Linked DNA regions of Mus musculus: region 1 is linked to region 2. Evidence: chromatin contacts called from public Hi-C data. All regions are on one chromosome and are shown on one strand. The core of a region is the stretch at or near the end of the contact, and the rest is flanking DNA. Distances in the headings are between cores, read along the strand shown.

The links. Hi-C and Micro-C count contacts between places; a contact is called where the count stands out from the background.
Region 1: a contact with region 2 is called in a Hi-C map of the HPC-7 cell line, with 1.8 times the contacts expected there. The contact joins two enhancer-like sites. A contact is called at or near these places in 2 of 484 Hi-C or Micro-C datasets (the HPC-7 cell line and nephron progenitors) and 3 of 115 datasets of contacts at active chromatin or transcription factors (cardiomyocytes and embryonic stem cells).

What each region holds. Positions count from the first base shown.
Region 1 is chr5:120,022,570-120,025,695 of GRCm38.p6, forward strand. No RefSeq gene overlaps it. Among named protein-coding and RNA genes, the nearest start is that of Gm42019, 7.8 kb to the right of the region's middle. Within about 2 kb of position 1,727, at least 45 of the 459 cell types and tissues checked have an H3K27ac peak or open chromatin away from gene starts, as enhancers often do. A contact at or near this core is called in the HPC-7 cell line, where this site is marked.
Region 2 is chr5:119,874,322-119,877,253 of GRCm38.p6, forward strand. All of the region lies in intron 8 of Tbx5 (T-box 5), which reads left to right. Among named protein-coding and RNA genes, the nearest start is that of Tbx5, 41 kb to the left of the region's middle. Within about 2 kb of position 1,355, at least 6 of the 459 cell types and tissues checked have an H3K27ac peak or open chromatin away from gene starts, as enhancers often do. A contact at or near this core is called in the HPC-7 cell line, where this site is marked.

The DNA of each region.
Region 1 (3,126 bases), core at 477-2,976, 150 kb after region 2:
CATAAACATTTTGCCTTAAAGGGAGTCAAACCAAGGACATTTTAGAAGGAAAAGACATGAAGTGGTCAAAAGCCGAAGTTAAGTGTAGCATACCTTCTTCTTTCTTTTCCTTTTAGATTTATGTGTATGAGTACTCTGTAGCTGTCCTCAGACACACCAGAAGAGGGCATCAGATCCTATTACAGATGGTTGTGAGCCACCATGTGGTTGCTGGAAATTGAACTCAGGACCTCTGGAAGAGCAGTCAGTGCTCTTGACCGCGGAGCCATCTCTCCAGCCTGTGTAGCATACTTTCTTAGTCAGGTTGCTATTGCTGTTGGAAACACTGTGGCCAAAGCAATTTGAGGGAAGCATTTATTTGGCTCACACTTCCACAGTACTGTTTCCCCATGGAAGGAAGTCAAGGCAGCAACTCAAACATGGCAGAAACCTGAAGGCTGGAGCTGATACAGAGGCCATGGAGGGATGCTGCTTACTAGCTTGCTCCCCATGGCTTGCTCAGCCTGCTTTCTTATAGAACCCAGGATTACCAGCACAATGACGGTACCACCCACAATTGGCAGGGGCCCTCCCCCATCAATTGCTAAGAAAATGCTCCACAGGCTTGCCTAAGGCCCAATCTTACAGGTATTTTTTTTTTCATTTGAGGTTCCCTCCTCTCAGATGTCTCTAGCTTGTGTGGAGTTTCCACAGAACTAACCAGGGACATGCACAAATGGACTCAGTCCTTGAACAGAGGGCTCCAGGCTTGCCTTTTAGCTTTGTCTGTCTTAAGAAACAATGTTGCTAACCATAAATGCAAAGCATCTCAGAAGCAACAAGGTCATGTTGATGCTGACAGCTGAGACCTGTGCAGCACACACCCGTGGCTATAACTGCCACCACTGTTAAGTCCCTGCCCCGAAACCTTAATGTTTGATTCAGCCACTACCCTGAAAGTGTAGGGCCTGGTATTTGCTTCCAACACACACACACACACACACACACACACACACACACACACAAATCTTTCGCTTGCTACAGTCTAGATGAATTCTAAGCAGTTCCAGAAATCCCAAACTTGCAAATGCCTCATGGTTTGAGATAATCATTGTTCATTGGAAGCTGTGTGATGGCCTTGAGCTCTGTTGTGCAACAAAAATAGGGGGGTTAGGGGATGGCACTAGACTGTTTCCTTCAAGGCTTTTTTTCTTTTCTTTTTTCTTTTTTTCTTTTTTTCTTTCTTTCTTTCTTTCTTTCTCTCTCTCTCTCTCTCTCTCTCTCTCTCTCTCTCTCTCTCTCTCTCTTTCTTTTTTTTTTTAACAATAAAACTCATAGAAATTCTTACAAAAGTCCCATGGGTCTCCAAAACCTTGATTCACCCATCCTCGTTCATATGCTTTACATCTCTAGTAAATCTCATAGCTGTCTCAAAACAACTGGGCCCGGGGCCCCAGTTTGGATCATGGGATGAATATTCCTCCTGCCACAGCGATTAAGAATAAATGAGCATTAAATAACAAAGATGCCTCACTTGCTGTCTGCGGGGGGGGGGGGGGGGGGGTGAGCAACTAAAGGCACATGCAACCTCTCCCCCTCCGCCCCCTCCCCCGGGGGTCCAAGAAAAGCAAGGTAAGTCAGCTTGTCTGTTGCCAGGCAACAAGGCTTCCTTCTGAAACTGGACCAATCCCGTGACAGCCTGGCTGCTGGGGCGCAGCAACTGCTGGCTCCGGAGGTGGGGTGGTGGGGCTTAAGAGGAAGTAGGGGTGAGGGTAGGGTGTAAACGGCCGCAGCTGTGCACCATCACCCACAGCCGTTCTGGGTGGTAACTAACGCTGGCCACTTGTCCATATAGTTTTATTGCTTTAATCCCACCAAACCAGCCAAGGCCAGGCCATGATAATATATTTAAGTAATGAGACATGACAGCCAGGGCCTCTCGTGGTGATTAAAACACACCTAGTGGAGTGTGAGAAGGTCCCCAGAGGTGAGGGTTCTAATCCCCTGAAATCGCCTGCACTTGTGAAATGGCAAGGGAGCTTGGATCGGTCTAAGAACAAAGCTGGCAGTCAATTTGGAAGTGCAGAGCTTCCTGGGTCAACAGGTACCTTCTGAAAGCTCAGGAGAGAGGATCTGAGGGACAGCATTGCAACTGGGTGTGGCTCCTTGCAGGCTCTGGCTGATCTTAGATGTCAGCAGGGGGACAACTAAGTATTTAGATGCTGAACCACGTGAGCCTCTCCACTGGAACACTAGAAACTCTGAAAACTAAACGTTGAGGATTTCACACGGGAGTGCTGAATTTACATTATGTTTTACCCTTCCCCACGGCTCTCGTGTCTCCATCACCTCAAATTAAATCTCCACTTCCTATTACATATTTACTATAAACACACACACACAGGAACAATACTCTAAATGGACTCAATAGGCTGTGTGTGTGTGTGTGTGTGTGTGTGTGTGTGTGTGTGTGTGTGTGTGTGCATAAGCACAGTGGGGAAATCGACCCTGACTCATATTCATCTGCCCTCTCTGCCTGTATCATTACCTGGGACTCAGGTTCCTCCATCCCCTTAGGTTGGATGTAGTGTCATTGTGAAAATCATATTTTGGCAGCTTCATTGTTGAGATTTCCTGGAAGGAGCCCCCTGCCATACCTGGTTCTTAAAATCATCCTGCCCCTGTCTTCTCTGAACCTTTAGGTGTAGATGTGGTGTTATAATGAATGCATCTATTGGGACTGGGGACACCCCACCCCACCCCATCAGTTCTCTCTGCATTTGAGAAACACTCTCACCTGTTGTGGGAGGGAAAAACCTTTGAGGAAGTGGAAACCACACTTATCTGTGGGTCTAAGGATAAGCATGTAAAAAAAAAATACAGTTAGAAAATGGTGCTGGTTTCAGGAAGTGGCAGGAGAAGGGTGTTCTCTGGGGCTATAGCATCACCAGCCAAGGGTAGTTACAGACTGTTGGCTAGGTTTCAAGTGCCAGAAATGGATTCACTAATGAGTGAGCCTGTCCTAATTAGGGTTATGATGGCTGGGATGAAACACCAGGACCAAAAGCAACTTGCGGGGGTGGGGGGTGGGGGGGGGGGTTATTCGGCTTATACTTCCACAGCACTGTTCACCATGGAAGGAAGTCA
Region 2 (2,932 bases), core at 105-2,604:
GGGAAGTACCTGGTCTGCTACTGGGTATGGCTGAACAGCCCCAACATATCTGTGATCACCTCCCTATCCTTTACAGAAGACCTGCTGTCCCAAGTAGCCTGCTGTCCCAAGCAGGCTGAGCATTGTGTAAGTGATGATAGAACTATGTAGTTAAAACTGGAATAGGGTCTGGACTGAGATCTCAGTCAGCAAATGTTCTCTTTACAAGCCTGAGTCCCCCAGAATCCATGTATAAAAGAAGCCAGGTGTATGGGCACCCATTAGTAAGCCCAGGGTTAGAGAGGACAAGGTTCGCTGGTCAGCTAGCCTTGCCTAGTTAGCAACTTCCAGGTTCATGAGGGACCCTGTCTTATAAACCAAGATGGATGGTACCTGAGGAGTGACAGCTCAGGCTGTCCCCTGATCTCCATGGACAAGACACATGCTAACATGAACACACACACACACACACACACACACACACACACACACACACACACAGCCGCAAATTGCTAATGAGTATCAGATTGTAAGAACAGACTGGGTTGGAGTCATAGAAAGTGGGAGGCAGCTAGGAGAAGGATAAGAGACAGATGGGTATGTACCCTTTCTGGGGAAGGGTTAGCATGTGGGTGCCCAGATCAGAGGGCAAAGGGTGGAGATAGAAGACTGGAGAGAAAGGTGGGGCCAGCTAGACGCCCCTAAGCCATTTCCATTAGAGCCTCCAGTGTTATCTGAACAGCGATGGGAGACCATCAGGGGGTCAGCAGCCTGCAAGTATCACTGCTAGCAGTTGCTAGCGCCACTTTGCTGCGATAGGAGGGGACAGAAATGACACCAGACACCTGTTGAGAGGAAGAGGGCAACCTAGGTTGTAAGGCCTGCCACGGTGGCTCAGAACTGCAGAAGTGAGAGGAACCAGGATTTGGGGACAGGCTGGAGATAAGAATGTGAAAAAAAATGTTCCCCTCTGTCCTTTCAGATTGGATGCTAGAACTCAGACAGATGGAGGTATTTCCCCAAAGTCCCTTAGCAACTGAGTGGCCTGGCTCGAGATCTTCAGTGAAGTCAGTGGACTTGGGGCGTGTGTGTGTGTGTGTGTGTGTGTGTGTGTGTGTGTGCATGTGCTCTGAAGAAAACCTCTCCTCTTCCCAGAAACCTCTGCCTTCCTCACCACTTTCCACACTTCCACCCCCCAAGGGGAGCTTGGATGACAGAGAAGCCAATGGGGTCACAAGGCAATTCATCATTAGTCCCCACGGTGTGAGGAGATAACAAATCAGGAGGCTTCCTTCCAGTTTGGGACTCGCTAGGAGTGATAACTCTGTGGGTGGTTTCCCCCCCTGGCCCCAGCCTGGCCCTGCTATCTGACTTCCTCTCATTGTCTGTCTGCCTTCCAGCCAGCCTAGGAGCCAGGCCCCATGCAATGTCAAAGGGCCCAGCAGGCCAATGGCCTCCTCTCCTGTTTGGACCAGGCTGTCTCCAGCCTATCTCTCCCTCTGGATGGAGTCAAAAAAGCTGGGCAGGTCTTTTATCAATGCCACTCAATCAAACCCAGGATCCGAGGACCAGGAGGGAGCACTTGTCTGTCTTTCCTCCGACTATCCTGACTCTCTCACCATCCTTTCATTAGCAAACAAACTGACCCAAATAAAGATGTAGCAAAGACATTACAGCGCTGGCTATCAGAGGGAAGTCAGCGATGGAGAGGGGGAGGTGGGGGAAACTGGAAATGGTTCCACAGTGAGCTTTTCTCCCCAGACTGTGAGGTTTGTTTCTAGTACTTTATATGTAGTGTGTGCGTGTATGTGTATGTGCATGTGCACGTGCACATATGTCATGGTAAAGCTAAGCCCGCAGAGTTCAAGGGACAACTGGCAGGAGGGGACCCAAGCCTTCCACTGTGAAGGTCTCAGAGATAGAACTCAGGTTGCTTGGCTTGTCAGTGGTGTCTTTACTGACCTGACCCGATGCTGTGTGTTTTTAAAAGCAACCTCAGGGTCTTCCCTTATTGAATTTTTCAGGGCAGCTTGAGTTGGAGAATGCCCACTCCTCACCCTGCAGGGGACAAAGAGTGCACTAATATCAGATTCTAAGGTTAGAGTGATGACTGACAGAGTCGTGTGAAGTCATCAAACACTAAGAGTACTTATACCCCGGGCCCTGTAAGGAGAACGCAAGCAGGAGAGAGACCTGCTCTTATGAAACATGCATTCTCATGGGGGAAGCAAGTCTGAGAGCAGCAGATAAACTCTCGGTGGTCATGGGGTCTGAGCCAGGGTGCTTTCATTTTAATTCCCCATGATGCCATTCCAGTGTCTCCATTTTAACCCAAGTTCTGAGAGTTTGGAGTGTATAATTTCAAAATCTATCATCCAATCATTTATCTCTCTATCCAACCATTCATCTGTCCAAGCATCCATCTATTTATTTGTTCATCCATTCACCTACCCACCCATCCATCCATCCATCCATCCATCCATCCATCCATCCATCCATCCATCCATCCACTCACCCATCCATCCATTTGTCTGTCTATCCATTCATACATGCATCCACCTATTTATCCACTCACCAACCTCTTTATTCTTTCATTCACCCAACTATCCTATCCATCCACCAATCCATCCACTCACCCATTTATCCATCCATTCACCCATCCATTCACTTCTCCATTTATCTACCTGCCCATCCATTTATGTATCCATCCACCCTTTTATCCATCTATCCATCCGCCCATCCATCCATCCATCCATCCATCCATCCATCCATCCATCCATCCATCCATCTGTGTCAAGTGTTACAACCCTCCATGTTGGTTGAGCCTGTTGAGTTACAGTAACAGCAGAAAGCACAGGTTTACAGCAGAAAGCCCAGCGCCACCCATCTTTGCTGTTTTGCGACTCAGTAGGTCTGAATTACAGCCATCTCCTGACTTCCTGCTGACCCCTTA